Regions from separate parts of the Zea mays genome. Here region 1 is linked to region 2. The links are chromatin contacts, called in public Hi-C maps. All regions are on one chromosome and are shown on one strand. Each heading gives the region's core, a stretch centred on a gene start, on an enhancer-like site or on the middle of the called end of the contact. The rest is flanking DNA. Distances are from core to core; before and after follow the strand shown.

Region 1 (3,070 bases), core at 557-3,056, 260 kb before region 2:
TTTCACGCCTCATTCGTCCCTCTAGTAAATTTACATTGACAGGACCCCGGTGCGACGCGGATGTTGTACCGTATTTTTGGCATTGTATATTAAAATGTACAGGCGTAAGTTACATTTGCTAGCTGAAATTATTGCAGTAGCTTGCCTTTTCTTTTGAGCACGGAAGTGTGCTCTCCATTACGTGATAACCTGTGCCAAATCTTTGACAATCATATCCTGAATATAAGATGGAACATTATTTCGTTGTGTGACCATATTACAAGAGCGGGGAATGTAATTGACTATCCTTGACACAAAATTACATAACAGCAAGTCTTTCAACTTCCAAATTAGGCCACTTGCTGAGCTCTTTGCTGAAAGTTGCGTTTCCTTCGATATCTGAAGAACCTTGTTCACTTCTATGTATTTTGACTCCCTCGTGTTAGGGTGGTGGCAACGTGGCCGAGATGCAGCGGAATAACTTATTTTACATCTACTTAGGAGGTGTTTGGTTATAAGGACTAAAGATTAGTCTTTAGTTTTTAGTCTCTTTTTTGCCAAACACTAGGACTAAAATGATTTAGTCTTTAGTCTTTCACATATGTGCTAAAAGGGACTAAATCATATTAATTTCACATTTACCACTCATTTAGTTCAATTGTACTAATAGCAGAAGAATGTTAAAGGCTATTTTAGTCTTCTTATAAGTCATTTATTATTTCTTACTATTTTTAGCCCCTAAAACCAAATATATTAGGGACTAAACTTTAGTCCCTAGACTAAAGGAACCAAACATGACCTTATTCAGCCTACATCTAAAATATGCGGGTAACTAAACAGGTGCTCGTATAAAGTCAAGGCATACTATGGTTTAGGATTAGACGATGCGGATAACCACGTTCCTGTTCCTGCCGCCTGTCTGCTGCATGCCTCTGCCGTTCCGCGCGTCGTCGACCGGTGGCCTGCTTGTATCACTCTAGCGACTGGCGGCTGATCCGCGCGCCGCTGTGCATTTCACTCACGGTATGTCGTCGCAGGCAGCTGACCGTACCTGAGAGACCGCCAGATCATCCAAACTTCCGTCCCAAATCGGTGGTGTACGAGCTATTCACGCGAAGCCACGATGACGAGTTCAGGGAACCATGCATTATATGCCTTGCATGCATGCATCGATCTAAACTGAACACTGCACGACACGGCCATTCGCACCGGCCGGTGCACTGCACCGCCGCCCAGGGGCCGGCGTGGCGTTTGGGGGGAACGAATGAGGCTCGACCCAATCCTGACCTGCTGGCACGTACGCTGTCTTCTTCCCGACATGATCGACCGAGCGAGGCTCACAGAAATGAGCGCTGCCGCTCCGGCGCTGTCCTTGTCGCGTCGCGGCCATGCATCCTGTCCAGATCGTGCTCCCTTCGCATACAGATCAGCCGTCCCTCTCGCCGCTCCTTGTGCAGTTGTGCGGTGTGCTGTGTACTTGCATTGCATCGGATTCGGATCCTTTTTTCTACACTCCCATGCATGCAGCGCGCGCGGCGCCACGTCAAGCTAGACGACATGAATGAGCGACCTCGAAACGAAAAGCAAATACTAATAGCAGAAGGTGCATTACATACAATATAAAATAGTTCTGCTAACTGGCGGACAGCACTGCAAAAAAAATCATGCAATGCCCTTTTGTATTGTTCTGGGTCGCTATTAAAAGACTTGTGCGTCTGCGAGCGGACACGAGCTGCGCTCCGCCCATGCCGGTGCTCGTGCTAATCAGATCGATCGACTGGACCGACGCGCCGATCCTGGGGGCACGCCATGCACATGCATGGCCATGCATGGCATTGGCATCTTCGATCAGTCTCCCAGTGTCGCGCGTTTCCGTGGCATGCCGCACTGTACAGACCCGAGATTCCTTCCATCTCCAATGGCTGATGAGGCTATCCACAACAGCATCTCTATTTAAAAATCGTTTAGGATCACATTGCTCCAGCTACTTGATCCTCGTCACCTTCCTCGAAACTGAGCTGCTGGAAATATTGTACAGTACATGCTGATCGGTTATGCTGTGTACATATGTATACGTCGTACGTATCACTGGACTACTGACAAGTATTTATAAATACTCCCCCATTTAGCTCTTGATTTTTATGTCTATATTTAGATGGATAAAGATGAACTTATATATGTATATATATATATATATAAATATAACACATACATCAAATATTATATAAACCTAATAGTTAACTAAAATGAATTTTACAGTGTGTTTTGTTTGGTTTGATGGTTTGGCTCATCCATCGTGGCCTGGCTCCGGATGGAGTGGTCTTGCACTTTCTTGCGGAGTGAGCTGATCACACGTGTTAGTATATTATTAGAATAACGCAGTGACGGATGACATCGTTCCGCGATTCAAACCAAATGATAATATAGCCTTGGACGTAGGTCCAGATGACTCCGGAAGCAATCCAACCTGCAAACCAAACACGCTGTTAATGCTTGATGCTCCAGCGCGAGGGGGCCAATGAGCCATGGCCCTCTGCAGAAATGGTCGTTCATGCCTGCAGAGTTGATTAGGTTCGGATGTTCTGTTGATCGAGTGTGCGAAGAAAACAAATGCTTCAAGTAGTAGTAGTAGATGCTACACAAACCCATCCAAAGATGCAGGCTAGGCACACACATGCCAGTCGAAAAAGAATGCGAGAAGATGACGAAGTCAATTAAAGAGTTTTGGTCGGTGGAGCCAGACCTAGTTCGATGTCTTGACCAATTAGCTGTGGTTTTGGTAGAGAGCATCAACGCATGCCAAGGCAGGCTCGCGAAAGAAATAACTATGTTTTCTTAACGCGTACGTGTGATGTCGCTATAGCGTTACAGAGGTTTATAGGCAAATTCATATCCCGTGCGCACAGCTATCTGGTGCTCCCATGCGCATGAGTCATCCACACCACACAACCAACATCCAACGGTGCCTGCACTTTTCACAAAGAAGCCACCCACGCTCCCACGCAACCCCCTATTTCACTTTACGAGGAAGCCCCCGACCTTCTTCTTCCTCAATCCCCAAACAACACAAACATCAGACTCCTCACACACA
Region 2 (3,237 bases), core at 451-2,950:
TTAAGTTAGAGGTGGATTGAACGGGATTGGAGGGGATTAAATCCCTTGCTATTCAAATTTGAACAGGAGGGGATTTAATCCCTCTCAATCCCTTCCGATCCGAATACAACCTTAAGCAGTTAAGCATCTTAATATAATTCAGATACTTTTTTGGCAACCAGCTGTTAGCCGTTCTTATATCTCCTGTTATATGCTATTTCCACTCCTTTTTTCCATTGTGCATAGAAATGACCATCTTAGCATGTTCTGAAAGTAGAAAAAGGGGATCGTGCAGAAAAAATAATTAAATTCCCTTGATGCTTACTATGGCAGCACTACTGGTGCGCTTGAGGCTGCATATACCCAGGCAACTGGCAAGGCCATCTCTCTCTCTGAGCAACAGCTTGTTGACTGCGGTTTTGCATTCAACAATTTCGGATGTAAGGGGGGCCTTCCATCCCAGGCCTTTGAATACATCAAATACAATGGTGGTCTTGACACCGAGGAGTCCTACCCTTACCAAGGTGTCAACGGAATCTGCCAGTTCAAGGCTGAGAATGTTGGAGTCAAGGTTTTGGACTCGGTTAACATCACCCTGGTGAGGATAAACCCATCCTAAGTTTCGACAGAGTGTTATCTACATTTAACTACTCTAAGTCAATAGTTTATACTATTTCTGTTGGTGTGGTTAGGGTGCTGAGGATGAACTGAAGGATGCTGTTGGTCTGGTTCGCCCGGTTAGTGTTGCCTTCGAGGTGATCAGTGGTTTCAGACTGTACAAGACCGGAGTCTACACTAGTGACCACTGCGGAACTACACCGATGGTCAGTTACAGTAGCTTTTGTGTCATCAGCCTACGATTCATCTATGGTCTGCCTATGTAGAGTTTCACTACGAATTGCTCCTATCTCATCAATGCTAGGATTCTTTGTTATTCTGTTGTCATGATCTGAAATTATGAATCCTTTTGCATTGCTAGGATGTGAACCACGCTGTTCTGGCTGTTGGCTATGGTGTCGAGAACGGTGTCCCCTACTGGCTCATCAAGAACTCATGGGGCGCTGACTGGGGTGATGAGGGTTACTTCAAGATGGAAATGGGCAAAAACATGTGCGGTGAGTATTCCATACATTTCATCACTACGAAAGAACGAGAAGAGATCTCGTGTTTCAGGTTATATAGCGCACTAGCACTAACACGATACTGACTTGGACTCTAAACGATGCAGGTGTTGCTACGTGTGCATCCTACCCTGTTGTTGCATGAGGCACTTCCGGATTGTCACATGGTCTGTTTGGCATCAATATTGCATGTTTGGCCTAAGCTTGGTGGATGGGTTATACAGAACGGGAACTCCGTTGTGAATAGAAACCCGTTGTGAATAGAAACCGTGAAGGGAAAGAATTACTTAGCCCCTGCGTGTACGTCTCCCCCGTATGGCTGTGTAGGTAGATTGTCGGTTCGGGATCCGAATTACTCGTACCGTCATACGTGTCTATGGCATTTTATTTGTGAAACAAAATACCCATAAATCATGAAATAATGTACCATACGCAGATTATATATTGTCATGTAATTTACTCATGTTCATGTCTCCGATAAGCGGCTATACCCTAGCTGGAGCGGCAGGCGTGGTGTTTGGATGTTCGGCCGGGCCGTAAGCTAATCCCATTCCCAGCAAGACTGCTGCACACCTAAAACCTGTCTCCACTCCACTGCGGCCTGCGGGGGTGTTCAAGTTTGCTGTCCCTGGCTCCCTGCTGCAGAGCCAGTCCCAGGCAGGCTAGCAGCTAGCTCGGGCCCACGGGCGGAGTTGATTCAATGATTCCCATTCACCCTCACGTGTATCAAATCCATATGATAAATCTTGTGCACATATACATATATGAAATCTAGATCTCTCATCTAGTAATCAATTTCTAGCATAGTTAAAAAAATCCAAATCCTTCGATTGTCTTCGTCATGTTCGTACTCCCTCTGTTTTAAAATACAATTCGTTTAACTTCTTTGTCACTTGTCTTATTCAAAAAATTTATAAGAAAATAGAAAAAATTAAGCCATATATATAAAACATATTTGATAATAAACAAAACCACAATAAATTTTTTGTTTTTTCATAATTTTTTTATAAGACGAGTAGATTGAAAAGTTCAAACGAATTATAAATTTAGACGGAGGGAATATTTAGAAAAATACTCATACATTAAACAAACCGCTTGATTGTTAGAGGGTGTTTGAATGGCTTTGAGCTAATATTTAGTTGACTAAAAATTGCTAGTAAAATTAGCTAACTAACAAATATCTAGCTAACTATTAGCTAATATATTAATAATATTAGTTATACTGTTTGGATGTATTCAACTAATTTTAGTAGCTCAATATTAGAACCTCTATATATAGGCAGAGTTGAGAATATATATATACTAGGTGGGTGCCCGTGCGTTGCAACGGTAAAAAATAGTGCAACAATAACATAAATATGGCCATGTGTTGTGTTGTTAATCAAAGTTAAGTTGCCTATAGAACTTTGGTAGAGACAATTGGTTGTAACCTTGAAGACTGGAAATTGATATGTTCTTGATCCTAACCGCGCTCCAGACTTGCTTGTCCGGTTCATCTATATAGTCAAAATTATAGACCAAACGACCAGTTGAATGGAAATTTTCTTTTCCCGGTAAACTGCATATTTGCCATAGCCTTTAACTATTCATTGGTTTAATCTCTATATATGTAAGAATAGTCATACAAAGTTTGTTTATTAAAAACCGTTGCTATAATAACAATACTTTTTTGCTGCTTTAGCATTCTTGACCATCAATCTTTCAATCCAGTGTTGTATCTTGATGTCTGAGAGCAGTAAGAATAATCTTTATTGCACCCAGTAGTCTTGATTGAAAGAAGTGTATACAACTACACTTCTCTAAATTTGTGGACATTTCTCTAAACCTAAAATACATAGTTGATATCCAACCCTTTTTTATAGTTCACTCGGTCGCTTGTCCTCTTTTAGACTGTGAGGTGGTACTATGTGGGAGCGTTTCGTTGCGTGTGGTTTCCTATCGTGTTGGGGGTTAGGTGGTTTCCCACGATCCATAGATAAGGGTCCAATGGTAGGCGAGAAGTAGCGGAGATGAACAAACCTATACGCTTCGCGCACGATACACATGTTTGGACCGTGGGTTAGATTAGAAAGAAGTATAATGACTTTTTTTGCAAAAGGGACAACGGTGGAAACAAAAAAACAGATGCTTTATAGGG

Evidence for each region. A called contact is a pair of places that touch in the nucleus more often than the background predicts.
Region 1: a contact with region 2 is called in a Hi-C map of tassel, with 6 times the contacts expected there. The contact joins two enhancer-like sites. A contact is called at or near these places in 3 of 25 Hi-C or Micro-C datasets (ear, endosperm and tassel).

The regions. Positions count from the first base shown.
Region 1 is chr2:189,814,952-189,818,021 of Zm-B73-REFERENCE-NAM-5.0, reverse strand. LOC100273525 reads left to right here. Exons shown (of 6, transcript NM_001147943.1): 6 at 1-11. Among protein-coding and RNA genes, the nearest start is that of LOC100273525, 7.6 kb to the left of the region's middle. Within about 2 kb of position 1,806, at least 12 of the 20 cell types and tissues checked have an H3K27ac peak or open chromatin away from gene starts, as enhancers often do. A contact at or near this core is called in ear and tassel, where this site is marked.
Region 2 is chr2:189,549,959-189,553,195 of Zm-B73-REFERENCE-NAM-5.0, reverse strand. It overlaps the pseudogene LOC103647465. Among protein-coding and RNA genes, the nearest start is that of LOC109944053, 23 kb to the right of the region's middle. Within about 2 kb of position 1,700, at least 18 of the 20 cell types and tissues checked have an H3K27ac peak or open chromatin away from gene starts, as enhancers often do. A contact at or near this core is called in ear and tassel, where this site is marked.